2 separate regions of the Ovis aries genome follow, and region 1 is linked to region 2. A link is a contact called in public Hi-C data. All regions are on one chromosome and are shown on one strand. The core of a region is the stretch at or near the end of the contact, and the rest is flanking DNA. Distances in the headings are between cores, read along the strand shown. Region 1 overlaps AOPEP (aminopeptidase O (putative)). Region 2 overlaps AOPEP (aminopeptidase O (putative)).

The links. Hi-C and Micro-C count contacts between places; a contact is called where the count stands out from the background.
Region 1: a contact with region 2 is called in a Hi-C map of liver, with 4 times the contacts expected there. The contact joins two enhancer-like sites. A contact is called at or near these places in 4 of 16 Hi-C or Micro-C datasets (liver, muscle, skin fibroblasts and 1 more).

Annotation. Positions count from the first base shown.
Region 1 is chr2:31,348,786-31,354,032 of ARS-UI_Ramb_v3.0, reverse strand. It overlaps AOPEP (aminopeptidase O (putative)), which reads left to right. Exons shown (of 15, transcript XM_042243057.2): 12 at 3,243-3,305; 13 at 3,718-3,792. Among named protein-coding and RNA genes, the nearest start is that of MIR23B, 75 kb to the right of the region's middle. Within about 2 kb of position 2,437, at least 35 of the 54 cell types and tissues checked have an H3K27ac peak or open chromatin away from gene starts, as enhancers often do. A contact at or near this core is called in liver and tail adipose tissue, where this site is marked.
Region 2 is chr2:31,308,334-31,313,005 of ARS-UI_Ramb_v3.0, reverse strand. The region is part of intron 13 of AOPEP (aminopeptidase O (putative)); the gene reads left to right. Among named protein-coding and RNA genes, the nearest start is that of MIR23B, 34 kb to the right of the region's middle. Within about 2 kb of position 2,840, at least 26 of the 54 cell types and tissues checked have an H3K27ac peak or open chromatin away from gene starts, as enhancers often do. A contact at or near this core is called in liver and tail adipose tissue, where this site is marked.

The sequences.
Region 1 (5,247 bases), core at 1,188-3,687, 41 kb before region 2:
AGAACTGTAGTAGAACTTCCTTGACAGACCTGGGTTTGATCCCTGGGTTGAGAAGATCCCCTGGAGGAGGGAAAGGCTACCCACTCCAGTATTCTGGCCTGGAGAATTTCCATTCACTTAATACATTTATTGAGCATCTATCTACTATGTGCCAGGCAGTATTTTTAGTAACTGGATAAAGATCAGTAAGAGAAGAGACAGATCTCTTTCTTCCTGGATGTTGAAATCCAATCAGGGAAACAGACATTCAATAAATTAATAAAAATTGTTATAATAGAACTGTACTGTACAGGAGTGAATTCTAATGTAAACTACAGTAATGTTAGTCATTCAGTCATGTCCGACTCTTTGTGACCCCATGAACTGTAGCCCACCAGGCTCCTCTGTCCATGGGATTCTCCAGGCAAGAGTACTGGAGTGGATTGCCATTCCCTGGACTTTACTTAATAATGTATCAAATATTGGTTCATTAACTGTAACAAATTCTCTCACTGATGCAAGATACTAATAATAAAGGAAACTGTGAGTTATGTTTGCATACAGGAACTTTGTGATATCTGCACAAATCTTTCTGATTTTCCTAAAAAATAAAGTCTCTTAATAAAAGATTTTAAATATCCATAAAAGATAATTACTTTAAAGGAAATAAATAGGGTCTATTAGAAACATAGCAGGATGACATAATTTGGATTGGGGAGTAAGGAAAGACCTTTCTGGAGAAGCATTGCTTAAGCCTAGAACTGGAGAATAAGTAGAAGCCAGCCAGGCAAAGAAGGTACCATTTGAACTACCTTTGTAAATATCATTCTGGTTTCTTTGCTGAGGACGGATTGGGTTTGGGGGGCAAGAGGACAAAGGAGTCAAGCGAGTAGGCACTTAGAATGCATCACAGGTGTGGCTACCCACTCAAAGTCCTAGAAGAGCCGAGTAACAGTAGGATGCTTGTTTTTGCTCAGCTTGTGCAAGAAACTGTTAGGTTCTCTGTGAACTGGGTGCTAGGAAGTTTAAAGGAGACTGTCAATGGCAGCAAGTGGAGGTTCCCAGGTCTCAGTTCCTAAGATCTTTCCAGTGGCTCAGTGGGATTTTTAGAATGAGGAATGATCAGTGTGTATGTGTGTGTGTGTGTATTTGAGACCACAACCAGATGAAAATTATAAGGGGAGAAGGCTTTTAATTACTAACTACCCAGCTGTAACAGCAAATTTTTATACAAGTATGTATAAGGTTTAATTTGCAATAGTTACCTTTCCTCCTGCTGCTGAATTGTTGGAATTTACTTTGGCTTTGTTTCTTCTAAGACTGCATATTTTTAAATTGTTGCTAAATCAACCAAGAGGACACTTAAGAAAGGTCCATTTAGGCATGGCACTGTACATCAATATTGAACTGCTGGTATCAGGGTTTTTAGGGACAGTGAATTCCCAAGGAAAAAACTTCTACTGGGTAGATGGAAATGTCCGTAGGTGATAGATTTCTATTGATTATGGAACTGTTTTTAGTAGCATGAACGCTTAAATAGTTCAAAGTTTTATTTCCATTTTAAATTAAGCAGCTCTACAATTACATAATCCACTTTATCATTGGTAATGTTTACCTGCCTATGTACGTGCATTTGAGACTTGCAAGCTATGTTATTTTTATGGATTTCTTTTACAGTACAAACATTGTATGTGATGGTTGTACATCATGTATAAAAAGATTCGATAACACTTTGAAAAATCTTTAGCAAATGAGCATGCATTTCATAGCACTTAGCCAATAATGGTTAATATGTCGATTTAACGCTCTGTAGGCTTTTCTTTTTTTAATTCCGGGAAACACAAACACAAGTCAAGAATCTCCCATTTGAGCAGAACTGTTGTTTGTTTTAGGAAACAGAAATGCATCATCAATGTAATTTTAAGTAGTTCAGTTATGAATATGGGATGAAGGGATAAAATGAAGTTTTCTACTCTGATGTCTCCATTAAGTAGCTCCCCTTTGTGTAAAATACTCCATGGCAAAGTTGCTTCTATTTAAAGTAGTGAGTTTGATCTTGGCTTTGATCTAAAGCTTTTGATCTTGAAAGAAGGATGGAGTAGCAATAAAGAGAGAGCAAGAGAGATTTTCTTTAGAGAAATGCGATAAAGTTAAAGGAATGGTCAAGATCAGCAAACGCGAGTGCGACCCGACTCTTCTCCCCAAGCACTCACCGCCCCCCCCCCCGCCCCCCGCCACCCAGGCTGGCTCAGCTGCTGAGGATGGAAAGAAAGCCTTTTGGAGGGTAGGCGGAAAAAAATGAGGGTATCGTACACTTTTCTAAACCAAGTGGAAACTTTACCCCTATTTTTGAAAAAGTATTGTCCCCTTCTTAAATTCTACTAGTCGCTTTGGCGGGGGAGAGGGGGGGCGAAAGCCGGGCGAGAGCACCGCCGGCCGCGCTCAACAAGAGCGCATCAGCTCCCGCGACCCGCGGGCGGAGCTCGGAGTTTGCCTTTCACGCGCTCGCGGCTTCTCCCCCAGGAGGTCACCTGCCTCCTCCCCGAAGTCCGGAGGGGGCACTGAAAAACGTCCACTTAATGGCGTCTAATTCTTTCCCAGGGGAAACTCCATTAGGAAAGTTCCTCTCCCTCCGCGAAGGCCATCTGAACACTTGGGTTTCTGACTCGCAGAGCGAGTTCAGGCTGGCGGCGGCGGTGAGGGCGCTTCTCCCGCTAAGCCCTTTCTCCGGCCGGCGGGTAGCACTTCTGCTCCCACCGCGGCCGAGAAGCCCTTTCGCGGGTACCCCAGGTCCCGCATGGGTGGGACTGGAAAGGTAAGCGCGCGCGCCGGGGTCGACCAGCGCCAGGGAGGGCGCGGGCCCGCGCGCGGAGAAGAAAGATGTTTGCGAAGAGAACAATAAAATAGCCGGCACGCCGGCGGGGGTGGGGGCGGAGGCGACCTGCGGGGAGGGTGGCGCGGCCGCCTATACCTTTAAGGCAGGCCCCGCCCCCGCCCAGCGCCCGCCCGCCGCCCGCGCCGCCGCCCGGGCCCCGCGCCGCCCGCCGCCCGCCCTGCGCCTTAGGTGTTGCGGGCCTCTAGCGCCCGCCGCTTTCCGCTGGGGCGGCGGGGCGACGGCTCTGAGCGCGGGCTCCGGCGCCCGGCTCTCACCTTCACCTACTGCGGGCGAGGTAGGGGGTCAGCGCGCCGAGTTGGTGGGGCGCGGGGGAGGGAGGCTGGGGCGGCTCCCGGGATAAACTTGACTCTGTCCCCTTCCCCCGCAGCCGCTGCAGAGGGAGCGCCAGGCCCTGGCGGAGTGCGGGCTCGCGCAGCAAGTGAGCGCCGAGGTGAGTGCGGGCGACGCGGTCCACGCGCTCCCCTCCCTGCCTCCCCGGGCCGTGGGTCCCGCGTTGCATCCCTGGCACGGAGCCCGGGATCGGCGGCGGCGGCGCGCGACAACGGTGGGTAAGATGGCCCTCGTCCGGGGGCTCTTGCGCACACCGGTGCGGGGGCGGCCAAGCGGGCTACTGACGGAGGGAGCGGCCGGAGCGAAGGTCACGGCCTCGGCTCGCCGCAGACCCGAGGGCCCGCAGCGTTGAGGCGGCCTCTGGATGCCCTAAAGGTGCCGGTGGCTCCCCCAGGTGAAGCCGAGGAAGGCTGCGTCGTGAGGCCGTCGATCGTTTCTTTTCTCACGCTGAGGGGCGGCCCTGGGGACCTGTTGTCCTATGTTTAAAATGCCCTGTGGTTTTTGAACTTCAGGTCGCGAAATGGGTCCGAGTGAACCGGAGACCCCGAAAACGGAAACGAAAGGACAGAGAAGAAGTGTTTGAGAAGGTAGGGGTCCCCGAAAGAGAGCACTGGATGGAGTTCTTGATCAGTCTCCCCATCTGCCCCCCTCCCCCCAATACTTGGTCACAACAATAGGGTAGCATTTTTTTTTTTTACGTTTTAATTAAATTTGCAGTAAACCTTAGATTTACCTAGGTATAGTTCTATAGAAATACTGATTGATAATCCTATTGATTATCAACGTACTTTGTTCTCAGGAAGTGAAAACGACCCAGGATGCAGATTTCTTTCATGCTCTTTAAATAGAGCATCAGGACAAAAAGCCAGTTCCATTATATTATTACATTAGACCAGTAACGTTTATTATGGTATGTGGTATTATTATGATATAATATCTCTAAAAACCAGGGAGTGTTCTGAATAAATGACCCACAGTATAAGGTTTCTCAGTTTGATCCTGAGAGAGACCACTCACACTCATTAATTTAGACTACAGAGTACTCTCAAAAATGGAGAGAGATGAAAGTAGTGTATTACTTTTGAAACAGTGGAGGGATTTTGTTTACTTAAAGCAGATGAGAAATTTGTCTTTCTATATTTAGAATTTCAGTATGCTACTTTGCAGAAGTTTGGACTACCTGTTTTCTCCTGAAATTGTATTAAGTTAAAACTTGATTTGTCATTGTAGTAAATATTGTGAAATAAGGTAAGTAGTTTGTTATTTCCTGAGTGCTTTTGTTGAAAACTCTTAAAAATGAATGTTTTTACAAACATTGCAGCAGGTAGGATTTTTGTTGCTTTGGCTTTAATAATTTTACTGTTTTTTGATTCTTGAAAGCACCAAGGGATTAAAATAGCAGTGTGTTGTTTTTCTGCTGCTTAGAATGTATGATGAATCATTTCTGACTCTGAAGCCAAATTCTTGCTGATAGCATTGCTGCCAACTTCTGTGATGTGTTGCCTTAGTATGGGCATTGCAGCGTCCGAGAATGTGCACAAAGCACATCATAATGGAGGTGATACCAAAGTTTCAGAGTGCATTTAAGGATACCGAGGGCAGCTTCTGAGAGAATTACAAAAAGGACTGGCCTAGGAGTTTGGTCATTTGTAAGGAGACATTCAGTGTGTGAAAAGCCCTTCCCTTTTTAAACAAAGAGTCGTACATGTCACTTCAGTTAAACAGTAATAGAAAAAGTGGTCATTTTGAACTGGCTTGAGTTTTCTGGCTGTACCTTAGCATGCTATGGTAGGTTGTGTTGGTTTAACTTTTCATGGTCTAGGTGTTTTTAAAAATGTTTGTGAGGTGATGGATGAATGAGATCATAAAATGTCCAAAGAAGGAAAAAGAATTACAAATTGGCTCATTTAGTGGTTAAAAAAATATTTTTTAGCTATTATTTTTGTAAACCCAAAGTAAGATTATCCAAGCACACAGTGTTTCATGCATAAAAGAAGGGGTAACCCTTTGTGGATTACCAGGTAATCACTACCAGAATCTGA
Region 2 (4,672 bases), core at 1,591-4,090:
TGGAGTCACATGAGATTCCCTAAACCGCCCTCCCCACCCATACACCCCCCTTCCGCCCCCAAACATACACCATTTCTTCCCTGCGGAGACTTGCTGTCCCTTCCCGGTGGACGCTGGTGGCTCTGTCCTCTGGCGAAAAACTCAGGGCTTCTGTCCGTAGTGAGGGATCCCGCGCACTCACCGGAATCTCGGCTCTGGAACCAAGAGAGTTCCACGGTTGCTGCACCACAGGCCGCAGCTCCACTGAGACCAGGATACTTGGATTTTAGTTTCTTTCATTAATAATCCATTGTCCTCATGCTTCTAATTTGAATCATTCCTTGCTTTGAGAGAGGAACAGACTCCGAGGACAGATGTCAGTCTTCGTAATTAAACTTAGATTAAGTTAGTTGAGAGCAGCGGGAAGCAAGAAGTGCAAGGATTTGGGGCAAGTCCAGCCGGTCAGCCGGCCCCGCCGAATTGGAAGTGGCATTTGGGGACTTGCCTTGGAAAGGAGTCACCCACCTCCGTGTTGAAGGGCATTAGGAGGCGGGTGTGAGGCACAGGTGGCTCCAGCAGTGCTGGCCGGCAAACGACTGTGCTCTGCTTAGGAAAGGGGGGAAAACGTTTCCCAGATAGGGTTTCCTTCAAAAAATAATAATTTCATGGGATAGGGCTATTGATTTGGCTTGCAGAGGGGGAAATGGTATTTATAAAAAGAGCTTGAACAAATAGTATTGGAATCAGTGAGTACTGAAATCTGATGATGGTGAGAACTGTTGTCTTAGGTGGAGATACTCTGAGGACAGCATGTGGTATGTGATTTTTATCTTATCTCTTGCTCTCTACCTTTTGAACTTAAAGCAGAATTGCAGACCAACAGCTTAATCAGCTACGGCTTTTTCCTTTTAAAGGTAAATTCTGAAATAAATTTGGGTCATGGTGCTTGCCTGTTAGATGTTTACTTTTGCAAGAACATTTTGGTGTATTTTGTAACTTTTTTTTTATTCTTGTCTTACTGAAGAATATTTGTTAATTATCTGAAGGTGGCTATCATGCATTTTCCCAACTGAAAAAATTCATTTGAAAAATTGACTAATTTTAATGTGATACACTTGAAAATATGCCTCAAACTTACTAATGTTCCTAACATTTAAAGAGCGGTGTCCTGTGTTGCACACAAGATAGATTTAGCTAAGAAAACTTTTAAAGCATTTAAAGATTTAGATCTTGACTTGGTGGGGAATTTTGGAAAAGATAAATTTGGGGGAATATAAGCTCTTTCCTGAAGGAGCTTTCTTGTGTCCTCAGTTGCTCGTTGTGTTTATTTTATCTGCACAAGTGTTTGGTAATCCTTTTAAAGTTTTTATTTCTCAGGCACCTGGTTTTCTTGGTTTAAGTATTTAGGAATGTCCTGTTACTTTCAGGGCTTTAAAGTTTTAGGTGAGATAGACACATTAACATTTGAAAGTGTCTGCATTTGGTTTTGTTTCGTATTTGAAATTGTTTGCATTTGGTTTTGTTTTTTATTTTCTACTTGTTTTAACTTGAAATTAGTTGCTTTTGTTATTAAAAGAGATGAACTTTCAAGGTGGTTACTGCAGTGAAGCTTTATAGAGCTGTGTTCTGATACCTGCCATTAATATTTAGAGAGGCAAATTTAGCTGCTAAACAAACATAGCATTTTGTAACAAAATAAAGTACTAAATTAATTTTCCAGTGTGGCAATTAAGATTTCTTCATTTAAAAATGGAGAAATTTTAGAACATACCTAGTAAATGCATGGAGTGGGACTGAAAACCATAGTTACCTGAAATTTTGAAAAAATGAAAATGTTTTTGAAGTATATATCTAGGGGAAGACATGGGTCATACAACCTATTTTATGCAATGTTTTTGAGGCAGTAGTTTTTATTAGTTTTCTATAGTCTTTCACATTAACTTAATTTCTAGATTGTTCAGTAATTCTAAAATGGATGCAGATTGCTTTAAAGATCAAACCAGAACTGGAAAAGGAAGTAGAGAAAGGCTTTTCTGGAGTGTTTTTTGTTTTTGATTTTTCTAAGCACATGTTTTATGGTTATAATTTTCCTCTTCCTGAAATATCCCCTGTACATCTCAAACTGAAGAGATTAATACTCAGAACTGTGAATGGACCATCAATTTCTGGGGACTATCAATTTCTGGGGAAGATAGGCCTAATCATTCCACCAGGACTAATTAAGCATTATGCAGATTGTTTACTAGAAAGATGTCCTGGGTAGTTTTCCCTTTTATTCACATAATCTGTAAACTGAAAAGAAAACAACCCTCCCATATCTTTGTACATCTTTCACCTGTCTACCAGGTGATCCAGGAACATTTGTGAATGTTCTTCTGCAGGAGAGACTAAACTCACAAGTTCAATATTCATTTTTCGGAAATGGTATTTTTTTCTTTTCTTTTTATTTTTGTCTTTGTTGTAACAGGAGGGCATGGTCTGGTACTTTTCCATAGACACGCTAATATCCTTGTAAAGTGGCATGTACACTAGAGGCTAAGCTTTTTTTTTAAAGTACAGTGAGCAAGGAGAGAAAGTCTTCACATTCTATAAATTAGAAGAAAAATTGCCACAGCTATGATTGTCTTTGTTCTCAAAGCCATTTGAATTGCAGGCTGTGTTGGGACTGGTTCTTACATTGTTTAACTGCTGAGACTAAAACTTCTAATTAGAGTAATTACTGGGTGGGAGCTGACTGGCGGGGCGGGGTGGGGGCCAGGGGTGTGGCTGGGAAGGGGCGCCGCACGGTGGGAACCCGGCTCGGCTGGCCCGCGGGGCGGGGCGGGCGCGGCGGTGGCCTCTCCGGGGATTGGCCCGGGAGGCGGAGGCGGCGCGCGCCGGCCGCTGCCGATATCAGCCGACGCCCGAGACGGATCCGGGCGGACTCTGGGCTCCGGCCTGCGCCCCGACGGGAGCCTCAGTAAGTAAGTTTTCCTCCTTCCAGGTCGGGCCCGGGGCCGTCAGCTGGTGTTCGTTAGGAGAATTAAGGTGGTTTCTTCCCCGTCTTCCAAATCCCTTCTCATTTTCCTCCTCTTAACCTCAGTCTTTCCACCAAATGAGTTTCAGCAAGAAAGAAAGCCAAGTTTGGTTCACTCGTGATCGTTCTGCTTCATAAATCTGTCCTTATTTGCTCACAGCTAACAGCCCATTCTGTGGAGGTTGCATTCCCACTACCACGGTGGTATCATTTGATGTGAATGGGAGTTCTAGTTGCCTTCAAAAATACTATCTGGTGCTTCTGACGGGCTCTTGCCTTTGTTTTCACACCGTTGTGCTTGTAAACATTTTGAACTTTGAGTGCATTCAAGGACATGGGCGTTGGTATTGTAATTTTTTCTGTGTATTTTATTTACGAAACCTTCAAGGAAAACAGATCGGTTAAACAAATACATTCTGAAGTGCTGCTTACTTAAAGGAAAAGTGTAACAAATTACTGCTCAGACTGGAACCTTCTTTAGAAGTGTTGTGCAGGTCAACTTTAGTCTCTAGAGCTCTGTCCTCTTTGCTGTTTGTTAAGGGATGTGTGCCAACATAGTAAGGGTTCGGGTCTTTACTCTCAATTCCTAGAAAACATTCTTAGTTGGAAACGTAGCTCAAGTTTTAAACTTTGACTCTTTAGAAAACTTTGTTAGGTTTGCCTTAGAGGGAGCAGCCTGTTCATGTTTTGTCTCAAAGGTAACTACTGCTTGTAAAGTTCTGAGATGAGATCCTACATTGTGAAATCAGCAGGAAGATGGTTTTCAGTCTGTGAAGTTTCATTTAGTAAATTTAAAAATGTGTGTTCACCTTTTGTTTTGGTGGAGGTCTGTGATCACTGGTTTTTCAAGTTGATTTGTTATGAGTAAGTCAGCTTCACTCTGGAATACAATGTGTAGATTATAATTGGTATGTTGTAACTTCCATAAAAGCACAGTTGCAGAAATTCTGTTAAAATGTAGAGAGTAAAATATTTTTTTAAGTTTCTCCTTTTAGTTTTAACTGTATAAGAAAAAACCTTTTAAAAACTACACAAAGAAAATAGTTTCATTTCCTCTTTTTTTTTTTTTTTAACATAAATTCCGAAATTTATAAAGCAGATGAGCTTGGATACTCAGAAGAGGGAAGGTTTGTCTTTTTTGTAGACTTAACTGTTTTTCATTAAAATTGAATAAACAACTCAAAAACTTAGAAATGTCGTAACATTTCTTGTAATTTCCAAAAGTTCTGTGCTATTCAAATGTGTTATGCTTATAAAATACTACTAAATTTTTCTTATATGAGCACGTTATACATACATAAAGTCAGATAAAAAAAGAACGCCAAAACTTGAGTACAATTTGTATGAAGTTGCTTCAGGAGTCTCAGAATAACAACTTGCAATGCTTGAGATTTTATTAGTTTACTTGCTACTAGTAAACGTACATTATGTTTACTCATCTTCATGGCAACCAGAAAATATGAAAAGGTATTGGTAGGTCTCAGACCTGCTGGGATTTTAGGTTCATGGTTAATAAGTATGTGTCTGTTCTGCATCTTTGAAGACTTACTTCTGTTGATTGCCTTTGATGTATTTGAGTTCACGTGAGAGCATTTTTCTGTGGCAGCAAACAAGGCCAAATTTCAGAGTTCCTGCTCCTGTAACCAGCTTCAGGCTGGTCTGGACCACGAGTCCAAG